Linked DNA regions of Salmo salar: region 2 is linked to region 1. Evidence: chromatin contacts called from public Hi-C data. All regions are on one chromosome and are shown on one strand. Each heading gives the region's core, a stretch centred on a gene start, on an enhancer-like site or on the middle of the called end of the contact. The rest is flanking DNA. Distances are from core to core; before and after follow the strand shown. Region 1 holds the start of LOC106576813 (DENN domain-containing protein 10). Region 2 holds the start of LOC106576805 (tubulin--tyrosine ligase).

What was found. A called contact is a pair of places that touch in the nucleus more often than the background predicts.
Region 2: a Hi-C map of muscle shows a contact between it and region 1, with 2.2 times the contacts expected there. The contact joins the promoter of LOC106576805 here to the promoter of LOC106576813 in region 1. A contact is called at or near these places in 2 of 3 Hi-C or Micro-C datasets (gill and muscle).

Annotation. Positions count from the first base shown.
Region 1 is chrssa18:8,077,021-8,081,394 of Ssal_v3.1, forward strand. It overlaps LOC106576813 (DENN domain-containing protein 10), which reads left to right and starts at 1,589. Exons shown (of 10, transcript XM_014154252.2): 1 at 1,589-1,742; 2 at 1,990-2,147; 3 at 2,878-3,074; 4 at 3,168-3,247; 5 at 3,344-3,492; 6 at 3,667-3,778. The coding sequence starts at 2,102.
Region 2 is chrssa18:8,348,086-8,352,916 of Ssal_v3.1, forward strand. LOC106576805 (tubulin--tyrosine ligase) reads left to right here and starts at 1,351. Exons shown (of 7, transcript XM_014154235.2): 1 at 1,351-2,055; 2 at 2,688-2,766; 3 at 2,898-3,130; 4 at 3,386-3,521; 5 at 3,706-3,975; 6 at 4,175-4,318. The coding sequence starts at 1,887.

The sequences.
Region 1 (4,374 bases), core at 339-2,838:
AATTAAGCATTGTGTTAGGCATAAAGTTAGCAGTGTGGTTAGGTTTAAAATACATTTTTCAGGAGATGAATTGTAGAAGACAACGCACCAAGCGCGGAAAAATACGAGGTCAAATCATGACGTCAGTGATCTTCATGTCTAGAAAGGGGCCCGAGTTGGAATTCCGAGTTGGATGACCGTTCAAAAAAAAAATCCCAGTCGGAGCTCGTTTTTTGAAGTTCCCAATTGTTTTGAATGCACTAAAGTCGAATATTTTAGATTTTACAATTGTTTTGAACGCGGCATATGGAAGCCAGAGACAACCGTTTCATTAAGGTCACGTGGGTCGTCCTGGAGTACGGATGAAAAAATAAGCGTCATTAACGGGTCCAAATCGCCGGAAAAGCTTCAAAATAGAAGTCCTCCGTTTACTTGAACACTCACAAATGGTACTATATTTGGCTGTATCAAGATGCCTTATTCTGTTTCATTGTTCCTACCCTCCTCTTTTCATGCTATTGTAGGAGGTATTAAGTCTTATTGTTGAGTGCTTGTGGTTATTTGTAAGTAGATTAAATAAAACATGTAATCAGTACATGTAATTATTTTAATAATGGGACATCGAAATGTGTATTAAACAAATTGCTTTTACAGTCTTCCAAAATACACGAGTTGAAAACGAAATAATGATTGAAAGTTCAATATTTTTCATTTAAATGATCTGTAATAATAGTTTAATTTTCATTTCACTAGATGGCACTGTTCTCCATGCTGCTCATATCCAGGCATGTCATGCATCTATGTCATTGCAGGTTTCCTAGAGGGGAAATAACAATAGGTCAAGTGAGTTAGATTTTCATTTTATTCACATTTTAGTTTTGAATACAATAAAAAAATCCCAAGCCAAAAATAACACAAAACACTGAATAGATTTTGTTCATAAGCCATGCAAGTGGCACAATCATGAAATAAACATTGGGATTAAGTTATTTGGTAAGGTTCAATGCTATCCGGGATTCTTGGGACATCCCTAAACTCTAACCCCAACCCTTACCCTACCCCAACTCTTGTTAACCATTGAAAATGTCAACTTCAATGGGGTAAGGACTTCCCAAGGATGCCAGATAGCACAGACCATTGGGAAAAAATGAGCTCGCCTTGGAAGTACTTGACAGTTTTAACCCTCAGTTCCATGGTTGCATCCTCCTCACACAAAAACACAGTCTGGGGTCTCTGCTGGAAGGCAGACACTGTCATGTGGTTCACCGCTATCCTCTATGGCCTTGTACAGTGCAAACACTGTGGTCCCGTCCAAAGTTATCCCTGGACGGGGCCAATGTGAAAATGTTCTCTTCAAAACATGTTTAAATCCTGTTCTGTTACGAGTGGACAGTAGTTAGAAAACCACTAATACTTCCAGCAACAGTGTTGGTATTGTTTTTTACAGGGCACTATAACGAAAAGCGTTATCATTAGGCTATAGTTAAGAATAATAATACAGTAAATCTATATTTGTTCATTTTCAAATGTTTGAGTAACTTTTAACTATACGTTTTGTGATTTTTAAATCAGAAAAACGTCCTGTAACAGTTTTTCAGGGGACTTTTATTTAGAAAATTGTCCGTATGATCACATGACCTCAATTGCGATAGGTTCACAATGCTTGTGTGTTTTGAAAGCATCAATGTTAGCTAATCATTTATACATTTTGTAGATTCGCTAAATCCACACGATAATAATCGCAGATCTGGACCAGACACAGGGTACAGTAACTGTACTTTCATCAACTTTGTGTGTCCTATACCGTAGCTAGCTAGAAGCCTAAGACTGTTATCATCAAACTGTGCATGGCTTCTCAAATCAAATGTTATCACTGTCGAACTACTTGTAGCTAATCATTCATTGTGGCTAATTTGTTGATGTCGGTATAACCTCTAACCTGCTAGAGCTAATGAACATGTTTTATCATAGCGTTTACTCTTCTTTCTTGCTCATCCTATCTCCAAACAGTCAGGAACAGCTAGCTAGCTGTTCGTTTGGTGAAAGTACTTCCTTGCCCAAGACAAGCTGTCATGAGTCCCTAATTGTCAACTCCCACAGTACAACAGAACTGTGATGGGATATGGCGGCACCAGAAACTCAGCTCATGTTAAGCGTTGGATTAATTGGTAAGGAAAGACATATCTTTCCCCTTTTCTAATTATTTTTACCCTGCTTTTTTGATTGAAGCGTGCCAGGTTTGCTTCTGTTTGGCTTTGACTGGCATCACATGAGATCAACAAAGATTTGTTTAACTAACCCAAGATAGACCACAGCCTGCCGTTTCCAATGGGAGCAAATTAATCATAGTGTGTAGAACCAAGCACGAGTTAGCGAGATCCTATTGGCGCGTTCTAGCATATTTCCGTCAGGGAACGCCTACGCTGTGAACCGTGTGTATGCAATAACTCAATTCGTCTTTACAATTCCTTTTAAAGAACTACATTTTTAGAAACTTTGGCAATGGGTGAAGTCTACAAAACTTAGTCTGTTCTGTTCATAACAGATTCTAGTTTTGGGAACAGAACTGTATTGAGATACAATGTTTAATTGATAAGATTTGCAGAATGTTGGCCAAAATCCATCTCGTTCCATCTTCTCCCACCAGTGGGCTTCCTCTCACTACCATATTTGGTAGTGAGTGGAAACGCCAACAAGATGCTTCATATTTATACATCCAGTGAAATATCTGTCTCATTGTTCCATCTGTGATATCAATGTGATGAAGTATTTTACCATCTTTGATTTTACTTCCTGTAAGCGTGAGAACAGATTAATTTAGTTAAAGATCTGTAATATTGATACTAATGAGTTGTGAAAGTAATATGACACAGTATTCTCATATTCTTCCCCACACAGAGAAAGATGTGAATGCAGACACCTTGTGGGTGTGGTGCTATCCTTCAGTCAGTGCTGAGCTCCGGGAGGTCCTGCTCAGTAAGTGCTGTCTCAGACAGGACAGCCGAGGCTTGCACACTTTTGTGTTTGGCCAGTTCTGCCGTACCTGGTACTACATATCCACTGTAGAGGTGCAGGAACCCACCGCCCTAAAGAAGGTACAGTTAGTTTTGAAATTCTCCATTCATTGAAATAATTTGAACTTGTAGGTCTAATGATAAATTATATTGCTCGTATTTCTCTCTTTTTAGGTCACACATTTTTCAATAGTTGTCACAGCAAAGGACTTCAACCCTGAGAAGTATGCAGCATTCAGTCGAGTACTATGCAGGTACAGCATGCTACGCTAATGCATCCCCATGGCTAAATGTCTGCTTATTTAATACTTCCCAAAAACATATTTCTTCATGTGTGTTTTATCATTCAGGATGTACATCAAACATGGGAGCCCTGTGAAAATGATGGAGGGTTACATTGCAGTCCTCACCAAAGGCATCTGCCAGAGTGACGAGAATGGCTCCTTTCTCATCAAGGACTACGATGTCAGGAAGGCCTACTTAGCAGGCTCAGTGAAAGGTTAAACATGTACAAATATAAAACACTTATTACAGTATAAGGACATGATTGTTCATACAAGTTGCTTGACACTGTCCAGTTTCCTTATTGGTATGCAAAGAAGCATTTCCTTGAAGAAGCTGATCCCATTTGATTACCAGGATTAGGTAGACTATCTTGTGATAACTGTTTCAGATGTGGTGTCCCAGTTTGGTATGGAGACCATCATCCTGTACACAGCCCTTATGCTAAAGAAGAGGATTGTGGTCCATCACCCTCAGGTTGAAGCACTGTTGGAGTTCACAAGGTGACTAAGGCAATAGAGAAAATGCACAGAAGAAAATGCGGGCGAAGATGTAACATGCGTTTCCCAAAACACCACCACCGCCTAGAGAGAGAGAGTTCGCTAAGTGATGTGATAGAAAGAAACCGCTGCTTTCGGATCAGCTTTCTCCCTTTCAAATCTTACCTTAGCATTAGAATTATTCCACAATACTGATGACAGATCAGCTCCTATGATATATTATCACCTATGGCTACAAATATTGAGGCGGCTTATTCTAATGCTTATCCTATATGCAATAAATTAAGATTTGACACATCATTTGTGCACATGTAGGCAAAAATAAGACAGTAGCATACAAATGGGTAAATAAAACCCAATTGAATTAACAAGAAATGTATTTCAATATCATTGAAATATAGAGTGCCTATACTGTGTTTCTTTTAATACAGTCATCTCTTTTATTTGAAGCATCTTATATCCTTCGCTTGTTTGTATCAGTTGGAAAGACATTGGCAGCTATCTATTTGTAGTCACAATCGGTCTAAAGTTATCAGCAGTTACAGAAAGACAGATAAACATCTTAATGCGGAAGGTAAAAAAAGCATCTAACGATGCAC
Region 2 (4,831 bases), core at 101-2,600, 270 kb after region 1:
GGAAGACCCAGAGTTACCTCTGCTGCCGAGGATAAGTTCATTAGAGTTACCAGCTTCAGAAATTGCAGCCATCATGGTCGAATTGCTGCAAAGAAACCACTACTAAAGGACACCGATAAGAGGAAGAGACTTGCTTGGGCCAAGAAACACGAGCAATGGACATTAGACCGGTGGAAATCTGTCCTTTGGTCTGATGAGTCCAAATTAGAAATGTTTGGTTCCGCTGTGTCTTTGAGAGACGCATACAGTAGTAGGTGTGGTTCCCACTGTGAAGCATGGAGGATGTGATAGTGCAGGGGTGCTTGGCTGGTGACACTGTCAGTGATTTATTTAGAATTCAAGGCACACTTAACCATGGCTACAACAACTTTCTGCAGCGATACACTATCCCATCTGGTTTGCGCTTAGTAGGACTGTCATTTGTTTTTCAACAGGACAATGACCCACAACACACCTCCAGGCTGTGTAAGGGCTTTTCGACCTAGAAGGAGAGTGACGGCGTCGCATCAGATGACCTGGCCTCCACAATCACCCAACCTCAATCTAATTGAGATGGTTTGGGATGAGTTGGACTGCAGAGTGAAGGAAAAGCAGCCAACAAGTGCTCAGCATATGTGGGAATTGCTTCAAGACTGTTGGAAAAGCATTCCTGAAGCTGGTAGAGAGAAGAGTGTGCAAAGCTGTCATCAAGGCAAAGGGTGGCTATATTTTCATTTGTTTAACACTTTTTTGGCTACTATATGATTCCATGTGTTATTTCATAGTTTTGATGTCTTCACTATTATTCTACAATTTAGAAAATAGTAAAAACAAAGAAAAACACTTGAATGAGTAGGTGTGTCCAAACTTTTGACTGGTACTGTATGTCCAAACAGGGTTGGACCCCGGACATTGCTCTGCATTGCATTTAACTTTATAATGTTATGTCTCATTATTTAATTAATATAATCTGCTGGGTATTGAATAGGAGGCAAGTTCAACTGACCATTATTAGGCCCATGCTCTCAAGTGAACGAGATACATTCAATCTATACATTTGTTCAGGGTTTACATCTGAATCAATTTCAAACAATCAAACAGAGGTTTCTCCTTGACCAAAAACAAATGTTTCTCTACCAAAACGTCTGACCCTTAAATCTCTGCCATTACCCTTTAAAATATATTATATGCTTTCTGGGATATACAGTACATCAATATTTCCGTTATACACAAATTGAAATAGAAATGAACATTTACCTTATTGCTTTTTGCACTGCAGAATGTATTTATTTAATCTGATAACCTCAAGTGAGGTACCAGAATAGAAAGACTACAATAACCACAATCCATTGCAGGTCATGTTTATCCACGTTCCATGTGACGACAGATGATGGATGACAGCTGTGGGCTAAGAATAAAAGAACCGTTGATCTGCAACAGAACATTTTGGATTTCTTCTCTTTGGTCGATTTGTCCTCAAATTAAACAGATAAAATCTTAGCAAAGTAGCAGTTTACACAGTTAACCAGTCAAACAAAAAAATATGAAAAAAAATATCCAGCTACCAGAGTAATCGACAGCAATTTATTGCTTTCACAGCTAAGCTAGCTAGCTAGTTAGCAAGCCCAGAGAGGATCTCGACCAGACGTGTGACCAAGTAGTCACACCCTAATCTGGGGAAACATGAGTGAAATGTAGACCAGAGTAATGCAGCATGTAGTAGGACTTTTGTCATCGTGAAAGACATTCACTTTTTTCAGAATCTGGACATGGCTGCCTCATCATCATGCTACAGCCACAGCCGTCCGCGAGATAGCGCTTGCCAGCCTGTCTGCTAAATCAACTAGCTACATCGGAGCTTGAAAACAAATCGTTTTTTTTTGTTGCACATATAATATTGTGGTATTATGAATTCACCCATGTATACATTTGTCGCACGAGACGACAACAGTACTATTTATGCTGAAGTTTCCAAAATTCTCGTCGCTACTGGACAATGGAAGAGACTGAAAAAGGATAATCCCCGATTCAATTTGATGTTGGGCGAACGGAACAGACTGCCATTTGGACGGCTTGGTAAGAGTAACACTTTTGGCATACGCAGTAAATGGTCTTACATTGCATTGAATTCCTTTTGTTACAGTGTCAGCATTCTTGTTCTCACCCTCAAGCTAAACCCATGAATTGTGTCGCATGAAACAGCTGATGTAGACCTCTGATGGAGGCCCATAGGCTGATACACATCACAAGTGCTAATCTGGCACTCACTGCAATGCGCCCAGTCTCCTTGGGAGTCAAACCAGGACATCTACATTATGCAAAAGTGAAAACAAAGTTACTCCCTTATAGTACTGATCATTTTTCAGAATTATTCATTTGTGGCCCACCCCTGTCTCAGTTTATGATCAAGAGTTTGGCCTTGATTATCCTGCAGCCTATAGTCTATTGCTACTTTGTTACAAAATTATAACCACATTTTGGTGATATCACTGTATCCACATGCATCCTTGGTCACTGAATCATATCCTCAGTGGATAGGTCAGAAGATGCCACAAGTAGGCTATATTGGACACACTGAAATGCCGTGTTTGACCTTGGAGAGGGAGAAGGACCTAAGTGATTGCTAAATGATTTCTTGTGTTTACACCGCCCTATTGTAATAACTTTTTCATCCCTTTTTTCTGCATGCGTTTGTTTATCCTCCACAGGTCATGAGCCTGGACTGATGCAACTGGTGAATTATTACAGAGGAGCAGACAAGTTGTGCCGCAAAGCATCTTTAGTCAAGTAGGCATTTTCAAACCTTGACGAGTTGAAAGGGTTCCAGTGTAATAATTTTCACTCTGATAGTGTAATTTTCACTAAATCATGCTGACACTGTAAATATCATCAATATCCTCTTACTTTACATTGTGCAGGTTAATCAAGACTAGCCCGGAGCTTCCAGATCCCGGCAACTGGTTGCCTGAATCGTACATCATCTATCCTACTAACCTCAACACTCCCATTGCGCCTGCAAAGAATGGCATAAGCCACCTGAAAAGTAACCCCAAGACGGATGAAAGAGAAGTTTTCCTGGCCTCTTATCACTCAAGGAAGGAAAGCGGAGAGGGAACAGTGTGGATCGCCAAGTCATCTGCTGGAGCAAAAGGTACAAAACAGTCATGTCTAAAGGCTCATATTTCTACTAACAGCTGGTACTGCTAGATTCTGTAGTCATTGGGTATTATGGGGGGGGGGGGTTATAGTATTGCTGCCTAAAGAAGCTCTCTTTTTAAGATAATGCATGCCTCATGTTTTTGGAAGTTTCCTTTGACTACCCAGGGAGTTACAAACACTGTTGGCAAAATATATATTCTAAGGATTGTATACAAAGATGAGGCTTGGGTTGGTTTTCTTGTTCCAGGTGCTGGAATTTTGATATCCCACGATGCAAATCAATTGCTGGAGTTCATTGATAATCAAGGGCAGGTTCATGTCATTCAGAAGTACCTAGAAAGACCACTACTGTTGCAACCTGGAAACCGTAAATTTGACATCAGGTAAGCAGCTGATACTAATACCTTTGAGTGATAGTACATCTAGTGTGTGTTTATTACCAACAAATACCATATAGGCTTATAATACACAATTCAGGCTGTCTGAGGAACAGCAAAATAAGAAATGTCATCGCTGGTGTTTTTCCCAGTAATCTCTGACTCTGTGGGTTTGCTGTTGTGTTCTTAGGAGCTGGGTGCTCGTGGACCATCAGTACAACATCTACCTTTACCGGGAGGGTGTGCTGCGGACGGCCTCGGAGCCCTACGACAGCTCCAACTTCCAGGACGTGACCAGCCACCTGACCAACCACTGCATCCAGAAAGAGCTCTCACAGAACTATGGCCGCTACGAGGAGGGCAACGAGATGTTCTTCGACGAGTTCCGTCAGTACCTGCTGAGCACCCACAACATAGTGCTGGAGACCAACATTTTACCTCAGATAAAGCAGATTATAAGGTAGCTACTTCTCCTCCGGTGCTCTGCTGTTTGTGTTTACTTCGTTGAAGGAGATGGGGGGAAAAATACAGTTTTGTTCAATGACCTTGAAAACATGGCCTTTCCCTTAACATTGCGTAGTTCTACAAATAGTTATTTATAGGTATTTGCTATACTCTACTTAGACTCCTGACAATGGTTGTTCTGTCTGGTCTCCTAGGAGCTGTCTGACATGCATTGAGCCAGCCATCAGCACTAAGCACCTGTCCTATCAGAGCTTCCAGCTCTTCGGCTTTGACTTCATGGTGGACGAGAGCTTCAAGGTGTGGCTGATAGAGATCAATGGAGCTCCGGCCTGCGCACAGTCAGTCCTATTTTATTTTCTTCTCCCAGTGGTCATAAACATGGCAGGTCTCTTGTCCCTGTTTATCCCCTTCCTCTTGCCTGCACTCGGGTTGGTTCATCCTCTCTTTACGTCTGTTATACTGTTATTCATTACATTTTATTCATAGAATATTTGTTGAACTCTTATTTTCACCAAAGGGTCTACATCTCACCTCCCCCTTTTTGTTATTTTTCCAATTTAATTTAGAATTCAGAGTAAAGGGCCTCACTCCCAAATTACCGTGTGAGACAATGTGATTTAACTGATTTGAGACCTGTGCATGGCGTGTGCTCTACTCAGACTGACCGGCAGTTGTTTGTTCATTCACGCCAACAAGTTTGGGCTGAAATGTTAATTCCTTTTTAAATGTTTGTTCCATTGTTCAAGGCTTAGAAGGCTTTAATAGCCTTTCATGTTAGGATTTAATGAATGTTTCATTTTAAGATCTGACTTCCCGGTGAATCTAAATGCGCTTGAGTGTAAAATTGTCCT